2 separate regions of the Rattus norvegicus genome follow, and region 1 is linked to region 2. The links are chromatin contacts, called in public Hi-C maps. All regions are on one chromosome and are shown on one strand. The core of a region is the stretch at or near the end of the contact, and the rest is flanking DNA. Distances in the headings are between cores, read along the strand shown. Region 1 holds the start of Suds3 (SDS3 homolog, SIN3A corepressor complex component). Region 2 holds the start of Pebp1 (phosphatidylethanolamine binding protein 1).

What was found. Hi-C and Micro-C count contacts between places; a contact is called where the count stands out from the background.
Region 1: a contact with region 2 is called in a Hi-C map of the A7r5 cell line, with 4 times the contacts expected there. The contact joins the promoter of Suds3 here to the promoter of Pebp1 in region 2. A contact is called at or near these places in 11 of 12 Hi-C or Micro-C datasets (the A7r5 cell line, the Rat2 cell line, Schwann cells and 6 more) and 1 of 1 datasets of contacts at active chromatin or transcription factors (oligodendrocytes).

Annotation. Positions count from the first base shown.
Region 1 is chr12:45,135,687-45,141,070 of GRCr8, forward strand. Suds3 (SDS3 homolog, SIN3A corepressor complex component) reads left to right here and starts at 2,278. Exons shown (of 13, transcript XM_341092.9): 1 at 2,278-2,987. The coding sequence starts at 2,846.
Region 2 is chr12:44,961,153-44,966,319 of GRCr8, forward strand. It overlaps Pebp1 (phosphatidylethanolamine binding protein 1), which reads left to right and starts at 2,538. Exons shown (of 4, transcript NM_017236.2): 1 at 2,538-2,725; 2 at 3,663-3,772; 3 at 4,052-4,152. The coding sequence starts at 2,591.

The DNA.
Region 1 (5,384 bases), core at 1,028-3,527, 170 kb after region 2:
GTCTATCTATCTATCTATCTATCTATCTATCTTTCGGAGATATAATTGAGATATGATTGGCTCTCATTATGTAGCCCAGGATAGCCTACTGGCCTAGAACTCTCTGTAGGGATCCGTTGGCCTTGGGCTCATAGGGATCTGCTTGCCCCTGCCTTGCTGCTGCCTATTTTTTTTTTTTTTTTTTTCTTTTAAACGTACTGGGGATTGAACCTAGAGACTCAAACATGTAAAAAAAAAAAAAAACAAAAACAAAACAAAAAAAAAAAACTGCTCGCTTGTGCCCCCCCCTCCTGTATCCTCCAGCAATTTGCATCCTAAACGTTGTTTGCATATCAAACTTCATCCGGGTGGTCTGACTGAGTACCCTATTTGGGAGAAGTGGTGGAGGACTTTAAGGAGCGAAACTTGATTTTGAAGGACACTTAGGTTTTACAGGCCATGATGAAATTTGGTGGAGCCCAAAGTCAGGAGGGATTTTGAAAAGTCGATCTTCCCTCTTCGCTAAGGAGCACTTAGGAACCTACTCCTTGGGCCAGCTCTACAGTCTTCATGGAAGCAAATTGTCATCATCCAACTGTTTGTGTCTCTGTAACCGGTGCGAAACAGAAAGGCACGAATATTAACCCTGGCTGTCTGTAATCAGGGAGACAGAAATAACACTTAAACACAAACAAGATTACAGTGAAAGGGGCCCAGCTTCTTGCAACTATTTAGTAACAAACCCAACTCTTTCGTTTCATTGTATCAATGGATTCTGAGTTCAAAACAATGATACCCATTGTCTTTGTTGCTTTATGAATAGTATTACCAATTGGGAGCTGTTATCCCACATGGTGGTGGAGTGCAAATAGTTTACATGCGATTCAACAGCTTACACACACACACACACACACACACGTCCAAGCACACACAGGAAGGTGACCTCATCCTTTGGAGAAGAGACAGCTGAGGCTGGGCTGGAAGGACTCTTGTAGAGAAGGGGTTTCAGATCCCTGAACTGCTGGAAAAGCCATCCTGGTCTTACATTCTGGACATTCTTGCATTTCACACAGAGGAACTCTCCCTTACAAGGAGAGCCAAGTTTTAATTAAAACAAGGTAGCAAATAGGAAATGTCAAAATAAATGGGACCCAGAACGAATGTTCTCATTCTTAGATGTCTCTCTGGGGGCCAGTGTGGAAATACATTTGATCCCAGAGGCTGTGAGAAGCAGAACACTGTCCTTGGTCCCACCCCGTCCTCCCCTGTGTTCCTATCTGCTCAGCCTTGATGCTTGTTCTGTTTTCTGTGAAGATTTGAGTTAACTGGATTGGGTTCCTCTGGGCACATCTTCCCTGCCTCTCCAATTAGGGACAGAAGCTAGGGTCTCCAGCATGCCAGGCAAGTGCCCTACCCACCCATATGCATCCAGAGCCCTCCTTTTTTTTTTCAAACTTGGGTCTCACTAAACTGTCTGGCCTCGAACTCATTCTGAGACCCAGGCAAGCCTTGATCTTGCTCTGTCTGCCTAGGATTATAGTCCTGAGCCACTAGGTAGAACCCATAGGTCTCCTCCTCCTCCTCGGTCTCCTCCTCCTCGTCCACCTCCTCCTCGTCCTCCTCTTGGTCCTCCTCCTTCCCCTTCTCCTCCTCTAAGCAAAACTGTAACACTGTGTTCCTCTTCTGGGGATGGGGAGTACAGGGCTATGCAAATTAACACATGGAGAAACTTAGTTTCATGGCTTTTTTTTTTTTTTTTTTTTTTTTGCTTGTTTTCCAGACAGGGTTTCTCTGTGTATCCCTGACTGTCCTGGAACTCGCATTGTAAACCAGGCTGGCCTTGAACTCAGCCTGCCTCTGCCTCCCTAGTGCTGGGACTAAAGTCCACTTCGCCCAGAGTTGGCTTCTGAATGTAAGCCAATGTAGTTGCCGTAGGGAAATGCTCTATTTATTTACGTGAAAATTAGCAGATTAGCAAGTTAGTGTTTTAGGTCAGAATACCTTAAAAAATCATGTTCGAGGAAACACAAGATGGCTCTCCCTTGGACAGTCTGCATCTGAGATTCTAAACTGATACCACCGTTTTCTTTTTTTGAAAAGAGCATGGTAACTCTTTTGTTCATTTGTAAAATCGGGAGAACAGCTTACCCAATACATCTATTCAAAAGAAAGCACTGGCAAGGCCTAGGGTGAATGACCCGACCCGCGGATGAAATGGGAGCAAGTTGCCTTTATTGTAATTTTTAATAAAGCCCCCATTAAGACAGGGGCGCAACCATGCATCCCATTTTCTGTGTCCCACACACTCCGGCTGTCCAGGCTTCCAAGCCCACCACGGGGACAGTTTATGTCATTCACCTGCTTGAATCAGACCATGCTACCTAGACAGGGCTTTGCAAAGCCTCCGCCCATCAGGTCGCATCGATACACTTTAGTTTTGACTCCAGGCGCCGCCTGGTGGCCGTTTCCGGAAGTGTCCTCCCAACCTCCGGGTCCTGACTGCGGGCACGGCTGCCCATGGATATGCCTGACCCCAGAGACCCCTGCCTTCGCCCCTCCCCCGTGGCCGATTGAGGATTCATAAGACAGCGATGACGACGCTGCTGTGTCAGAGAACGTGGAGCCCGGCGTCTCCGCCACTCCCTCGAGGACGGCTGGATCAGGCTGTCACCGGGCAGCCTACGACCCGGAAGTAGCCCGGTGCGCGAGGCCCCCGTTGCCCAGCGCGGGCGCCGGGGGCGGAGCTCGGCGCCGAGGCAGACCGGGTGTCCGAGGCTCCGGCTGCGCGAGGTGGGGGCTGTCCGGGGCGCAGCCAGGCGGCCGCGATCTCCGCGGGACACGCTCCGCTGCGGCCCGAGGCGGCGACATGAGCGCCGCGGGGCTGCTGGCTCCGGCGCCCGCTCCGGCTGCAGCGCCGCCGGCCCCGGAGTACTACCCCGAGGACGACGAGGAGCTGGAGAGCGTCGAGGACGACGAGCGCAGCTGCCGGGGCCGAGAGTCCGACGAAGGTGCGGAGGGGATCGGGGCCCAGGGGCTGTGGGGCGGGGGTCAGAGGTCGCCAGAGCTCTTGAGAGCTAGGGATCCCTTTGAGACGGTCCCCAGCCCAGTGTCTCATTTCCGCACTTGGGTCGAGTGATGCCCGTCTTGGCTTCTTCGCTCCCAGCTCCTCTGCTCAAAATCTTTAACGCCTCTAGCTGCACTTGGGGACCTGGAATCTGGCAGATGTAAGTATTCATTTGGCCGGCACCTCTCCCAGCTTTGTGACCTTAAAGCTGTCTTGTTTACCCACCTCCTGCGGAGTAGCATGGAGTCCTCACTTCCTAGGTGTAGGGGTTAAATGGAATCCGCCTCGCCACTGTGAAGTGGACCAAAGGGGAGGTCGGTATTTGTTTTCAGTCCCGAGTAGTTTGCATTTGCGTTATCGCTCCTCCAGCCTCAGGTCTCGACCTGGACCTTGTTTACTCTTTGGCGAGTGTGAGGGGGACACCCAGAGGGATTGAGGAAGGAGCTAGCTAGGTGGAGGAGAAGCCAGAAGCAGAAGGGCAAGGGGCAAGGGGCAAAGGGAAGCCTTTGTATAGGTAGACACAAAGTCGGGTTTTAAGAAGCAAAAGCTACCTCGATTGCGAGGAGGATCTTAGTCTCTCAAGTGCCTAGTAACAGAGTTGGCTGGCTCTAGACAGGACCTTAGTGAAAGTGCCGCGGAGGAAAGGAGGTGGCTTTGTGGAGACTTGGGTCTGCTACAGCCTTTCAGAACGCAGCAGCTCTTGCAGAGTAGAAAGTTGAAGGGACTGAGTGCATTTGGTTTAACTATAGTGAAAAGCAAGGTTTAACTAGGGATTTTTCAATGTGAAAGATGCACTTCTTTGAACGACCACAAGGGGGTACAGTGAACACAAAATTGATCCCCTTCAGGCCTTGGATCCAGTTCAGTTAGTTGCTTAAGACCAGTTTAAATCTATATGTGTATTAAATATATATATTTAAATAAATATATATGTTAAATATATATGTATATATATATATGGCTCAGCAGTTGAGAACACTTACAGATTTTGTCTGAGGGTCCAGGTTTCAATGGCTCACAACTGTCTATATGTTGCAGGATATTCGATCACACTGCGAACCCCGAGATTGTGTTATTTTATTGTGGAAAAAACCTTGTTTTTAGTTGTGGTGTGGCTCAGCCTTAGCATACAATTTTAATCCCTGTGGCTGGAATACAGACACGCCCTTAGTAATACTTTTAATCCCAAACAATGAAGGCAAAGTCAGTTTGTGGAAGGAAGCACCCCTGTTTGAAAGTGGTGTCTAATTGAGTGCCAAAGTGGCGATCAGAGAAAGATTTGACAGAATAGGGTCTAATCAGCTCTCAGACGAAAGGAAAAAGTCTACTTAAGAGAGCAGCGCAGAGGGGAAGAAAAGAAGGGGGCAGTTTGACTGGGACAGTTTTACGGAGACAGGTTGAAGAGAAAGAACAAGGCAGAGAATGAGAAGGAGATGAATGAAGATATTGCCAACGTTAGAATGAGGCCAAGCAGCCATTCACTAAGAAACGGATTGAAGCCAGATTAAAACCAGTCAGCTGGTGAGGAGTTTGAGTCAGAAGAGCAGAGCTCAGAGCCAGAGCTCAGGAAGAACAAGAAAGGGCGAGCTTATCCAGCAGTGAGCCTCAGAGACTGAAGAACATTCTAGGCCTAGATTAGATGTACAGTAAGGGGACAGTAAACCTCAGAGATGACAAAAGCCATGGGTGAATTAAAGTTACACTTGTATCTATAACTACAGCTCTAGCCATCACCTGACTTCTGTGGGTACCAGGCATTCAGGGGTGATCTACAGAGAGACAAATCACTCATACACATAGAACAAAATAAAAATAATTGAAATTGTTTTTAACTCATTAGTTTTTATGTGCGTGTATATGTGTCTGTATGAGTTCATGGGCACCACGTGTACAGGTGCCCTTTGAAGCCAATAGAGGGCGCCAGATCCCCGGCCGGGAACTGGAGTTCCAGGACATTATAAGCCATCCGCTATCCTCCACAAACTATTAAGCCATACCTCCAGGTCCCTTGTTAAAATTTATCTAAATACAAGGTTTTGAAACATTTAACAAAAAGTATCTTGCCCTGTCTCCTGTATTTTTTTTTTTTAAACCTGTTAACTTGGAAATCGGTTTGGTTATTAGAACTGAATTTGTTGTGGGATGGTCTTCTTTTCACTGGATACATGTAACATGTGATGGAATGGGCATGTGCAACATGTAACATGGGATGGGATGGTCATGTGTGCAACATTAACATGGGATGGTGTGGGCATGTGCAACATGTAACATGGGATGGGATGGGCATGTGCCTCTATCCGACTGACTGGTGTGTCCGACTCTTTTCTCACTGTGCGTCATA
Region 2 (5,167 bases), core at 1,288-3,787:
TCGTTCTTAGGTGTTCCTGGAGGGGAGGAGCCTTGTGGGCTCAGAGATCCTCCCACTGTTAACAGGGCCTTTCTTATATAAGAGGATCTCCTCTGGGTCACCATGGATGTGTTTTATATAAGGGCATTGTTGGTGTCGCCAAAGGGAGCACCTGGGCAGGCCCATGCCTGTTCCCTCTGAGAGAGAGTATCAAGGAGAGTCTATTTGGGACCTGGAGGAGGGGGTAGAGGCAGAGAAGGAAGGGGGACAGAGAAGGACATAAAAAGAGAGAAGAGGAGAGAAGAAGAGGGGAAGAGGCTGGCCAGGGACAAATGGGAGAGGAGGGAGGGGAGGGGAGAGAAAGAAGTGGGGAGGGAGGCCGAACAGTTCTGTTTATAGCAAGTCAGGTTCCTACTTGGCTGTTTGCTCTGTAACTGCTGGGCAGATCCTAGAGGAAAGGCTAACATTCCTCCGTTTTGGTTTAATTAAAAAATGGGGAACTAGAAAGAGTTAAGGCAGGAACGGGGTTGTCATGATATTTAGCTACTTTCTGCTGACTTTCGGGGGATGATTGAGTCTTTTGGAAATCTAAGGAAATTGGAATGGGGTTGCTGGTCAAGTCCTGAGAGAGCTGGTTGTTTCCTTTCTGTCCAGGGTCTGTGGGACATTTGCAGGTCAGAGAGCTGAGGCCCAGTAAAAGGATCTGTGAGAGGTGACAGGAGCATCTGTGGGTTGCTTCCCTGAAGCTGTCCTGGAAGCAGACTTCGAGTTAACGCCCAGATTTGGCAAGACAAACAAAATTAAGATTTGGCAGAAAACAAAATTAAGCAGGTTGAGAAGTTTGAAACCCTTAGGCCCATGGTCTTGGTGATTGGGGGAGGGGAATCCCAAAACCAGGGAACTGCGTGGGTGGTGGTGGGGGGTGGAGAATCCCAGCCTCTAGAGTATGCAACAGGTGGGGAACTTAGGCTATGGATTGACAGGGGCACTTTTCTGGATGAAGTCCATTCGAGGCATGAGAGGAAGATTTGAGCACGTTTCTTGGAGCTTACAAGAATCTTTTTAAGTTTATGAAAGGGGCTGGAGAGATGGCTCAGCGGTTAAGAACGCTGCTTTTCCAGAGATCTGAGTTCAGTTCCCAGCAACCACATGGTGGCTCACAACCATCTGCAATGGGAATCCAATGCCCTCTTCTGGTGTGTCTGAAGATAGCAACAGTGTACTTATATATAATAAATTATTCTTTTTTAAAAAAAGTTTACAAAAGAGACTGTACCATCCCTGGCACCGTGTGGTATACTAGGAGACATGGACTCACAATTTTTCTCTGACCTCTATACTTGGAACTGTGGCAAGCACATTCAGTACCCCACCCTCACAATCACATATAATTAATAAATGAGAAAAAATAAAAAGGCGAGAGCTGGGCCGTGGTGGCACAGGTCTTTAATCCCAGCATTTAGGATACAGAGGCAGGCAGACCTCTGAGTTGGAGGCCAGCCTGATCAACAGAGCGATTCCAGGACAGGCAGGCCTACAGAAAACCCCTGTCTCAAAAACAATACTAAAAACCCCAAAACAACCAACAAACGAGTCAGGGTACAGAGCCTCTGTATTCTATTAGCTACACACTGTGAAAACCTAGGTCCATCCATTTCTGACTGCTTCCAGCCTTTGGAGGCTGCTGGCACTAACTGCAAAACTGGCGATGTCTGGTCCAGCTTTGCTTCCCTTCCTTCAGTCTGGTCCTGACAATCACACTTTCCACTTCTCTTTCAGGACCCCTGGGATGACCTGGGAGCCACCCAGGAAATATCCATATTCTGAGGCTATCGACTGACAACCTGAATTCCACTTTGTCTTGTTAAGTCACACTGTCTGTAAAATAATCTTGTTCCAGCCCGAGAAAAGCAGCCGCCACCTTCAGGATCTTAGGGTTACTACTTGCAAGCCACCGTGAAGATGGGGCTTGCAGTCTGTTCACGTTCACTCATAGAAGGCGGGGTTGTTCTTGAAGCCTCAACCAAGAACCAGCCAGTTCTCCCAGCCCTGTGTTTACAATTCTGCTCAAATTTACAGGCACACCAGCTGGAAGGTTAATTGAAGAGAGGTTCCGGTGTGGGTATTTAGGGGGCGACGGGAGGCCATCATCTGTGCAGAACTTGCCGAACTGCTGCTTTGGAGTCACCCGCACTCCACAGTTAAGCCCATCACACTCATTGATTCCCGAGAGGTTGAATATCGTTGGCATTTAAAGACTTTCTAAAACAACAAAAGATAACGCAGGGAAGAAACCAGGCTCGTTTGAAGAAACGCATGGCCTTATCACCGGGAACTGCGAAAGGGAGCAGAGAGTCCTTCAAATGCAAAGGAGAAGCCGCAATATTAACCTGCATCACAGCCCTGCACTCTCAGGCCTGCAGGAACCACGCGGGAAGCTTCGCAGTGACCGTGGCGCTCGGACCGCCTAGCTCCGGCTCAGCCAATCAGAGGATGAGGGGGCGTGGCCTGATCTGCGGTTGGTCGGGTGGCGTGAGTCAACTGCGCAATCGCCCTGCGTTTAACTGCACTCGGGACTCGGCGCGCGCGTGTGTCTGTTCTCTCCATCGTCATGGCCGCCGACATCAGCCAGTGGGCCGGGCCGCTGTCACTACAGGAGGTGGATGAGCCGCCCCAGCACGCCCTGAGGGTCGACTACGGCGGAGTAACGGTGGACGAGCTGGGCAAAGTGCTGACGCCCACCCAGGTACGGTGTGGGCCCGCCGGCGGAGAGGCCGGGACACAGCGGGGCGGAGCAGGCCTCGAGCCTAGGGTCTGTAACTCAGACCTTGTGGCCCCAACTACCTGATGGGAGCGCCACCCGACAACCGGAGGCCTCTTATGTAACCTTCTAATGTCCCGAGATTGCGGTCACCCCCAGGGAGCAGGCTGCACTTTAAACAGCTCGAAGGCCAGCGCCTTCCCATTATCTGTGTTGCTCGTGGCGGTGGCGGTGGCGGTGGCGGTGGCGGTGGCGGTGGGGGTTGGGGTGGGATGCTGACGCGGAGGAGCGGTTCCCCAGCTCACCGAAACTGGGTCTAACCGGTCTGTAGGTATTTAGAACGCGGTGTTTAGAATGGTGACTTGGGAGTTTCCATCCGGAGCCCTAGCCAGTCTCCGTTGTCCCAAACTTTGTACTCGACCTTGGGCGCTCTCGTTTTTTCTGAAGGCAGGTTACTCTTCAGCTGGCCCCAAGTGGCGCGTTTTTTTAGACTTCTGGCTCTTTAAGATTTTTTTTTTTTTATCTTTTAATCATGTATGAATGTGTGGCTATGTGTGAGAGAGAGCAGGGAGCTGTGAAGGTCAGAATTGGCCTCAGATCCCCTGGAGCTGGAGTTACAGGTCCCCTCTACACACACACATAGGAGTGCTGGGAAATGTCTACCCTTTGTAAGAGTTCTTAGGGCTGAGCCATCTCTCCAGCCTCAAGCTTCAGGCTTTTAGTAGAGGCCATATTCAGGAATTTCCACTAATCTGCATGGGTGAAACTACTACAAACTGTTTTCTTGTCTCAGTAGTAAAAGGAGTGAATAAAAGGAAATGATAACCCTCGTGTTTTATGTTTTAGGAGTGTGAGGTTGCAAAGTGTTGAGTTTTTGAGAGCGTTTCTAGATGTTTAACCCCAAACTGGTTCCTTCCTACAGGTCATGAATAGACCAAGCAGCATTTCATGGGATGGCCTTGATCCTGGGAAGCTCTACACCCTGGTCCTCACAGACCCCGATGCTCCCAGCAGGAAGGACCCCAAATTCAGGCCAGTCGGGGGAAAGGTGGGGAGAGGGTATCACCCAGATATACTTAATCTGGTGGAAGTCCCTGCTGGACAGGGCTGCATAGACCTCCCGGGGTTACAGTTGGTTTGTAGTGCTGGGGAGACAGCCTCAGCCCCAGGAATGGGGTCTCTTGGCGTGCAGCCCTCATGCGTGCTTGTGCTCCCTAGTGTATCATCTGCCAGTTGCAGCCCGGCCGTGGAGGACCCTAGGTGTACCCCGCCTTCGTTTGGTGCTCAAAGCCCTTGTTCTCTTCTCTGCAGGGAGTGGCACCACTTCCTGGTGGTCAACATGAAGGGCAACGACATTAGCAGTGGCACTGTCCTCTCCGAATACGTGGGCTCCGGACCTCCCAAAGACACAGGTAAGGAAAGGCTGCCTTAAGGAGGGCTGATCGGGGAATCTGGGTGGGAGTTGGGATGGCCCCGGGGCACCACAGGGTTCCTTCCAAGCCTGACCGTAAGGAAGACAGAAGCCTGCTTGCTTTCCCCCTCAGGCAAGTCTTTTCTGGAACAGTGAGCTTGTAGGATTGTGATGGCTAGAAGTTGGTTCTGATGGGGTGGGCCCTCTGTAGAGCTTCTTTTGAATGCCTGGAGAGATGTGCTGTCTGTATGTGATTTCCGGTGCATCTGAAACATCAAAGCCAGGGCTCACACTAGGCAAGCTCTCTGTCACTGGGCTGGAGTGGGTTTCGGGGGGCTCTGTGTGGGCCAGATGAAGTTGAGCCCCCTCTGTTCTCTGCTTTGTGTGATCCTGTAAATAGGAAGCAAACACTTTTCATACTAATGCCGAAGATTGCCTTTTATATTTCTTTATAACTCTCCCTTTCTCCCCATAATGTGGCCAGGCACTTTGAAAAGATGTGGAAGACTGTAGTGAGCCACATTGAACACTCTCTCTCTCTCTCTCTCTCTCGCTCTCTCTCTCTCTCGCTCTCTCGCTCTCTCGCTCTCTCGCTCTCGCTCGCTCGCTCGCTCTCTCTGACAGTGTGTTGTGTTGCCATGGAATGTGAGAGTCAAGGCCCACAATGCTCCCCAAGTCTCATAAGCACCCCTGAAGCGGTGGGGGACACAGTTACTGCTGGTTGCTTGTAACATGCTGTTCCCTTTCACTGGAACAAGGCCACCTTGATGGTGGGATGTGCCTGGCCGAATGCCCACTTCTGTGCATTGTCTGCCAAGAAGAACTGGAATAATGAGTGTCCAGTAAGGACGAGGACCATTGCTCTTGGCTCACTGTGTGTTTGGAGGCCCAGAAGCTTCCAGACTCGTTCAAGGCCTCTCAGTATTCATAGGCATAAAGAGATAAGTTTCCTGGGGACTCTTTCAGGTCTCCAGGGCACCTACAGAAGCAGGTGATTTAATTACAGGCAGAAGACA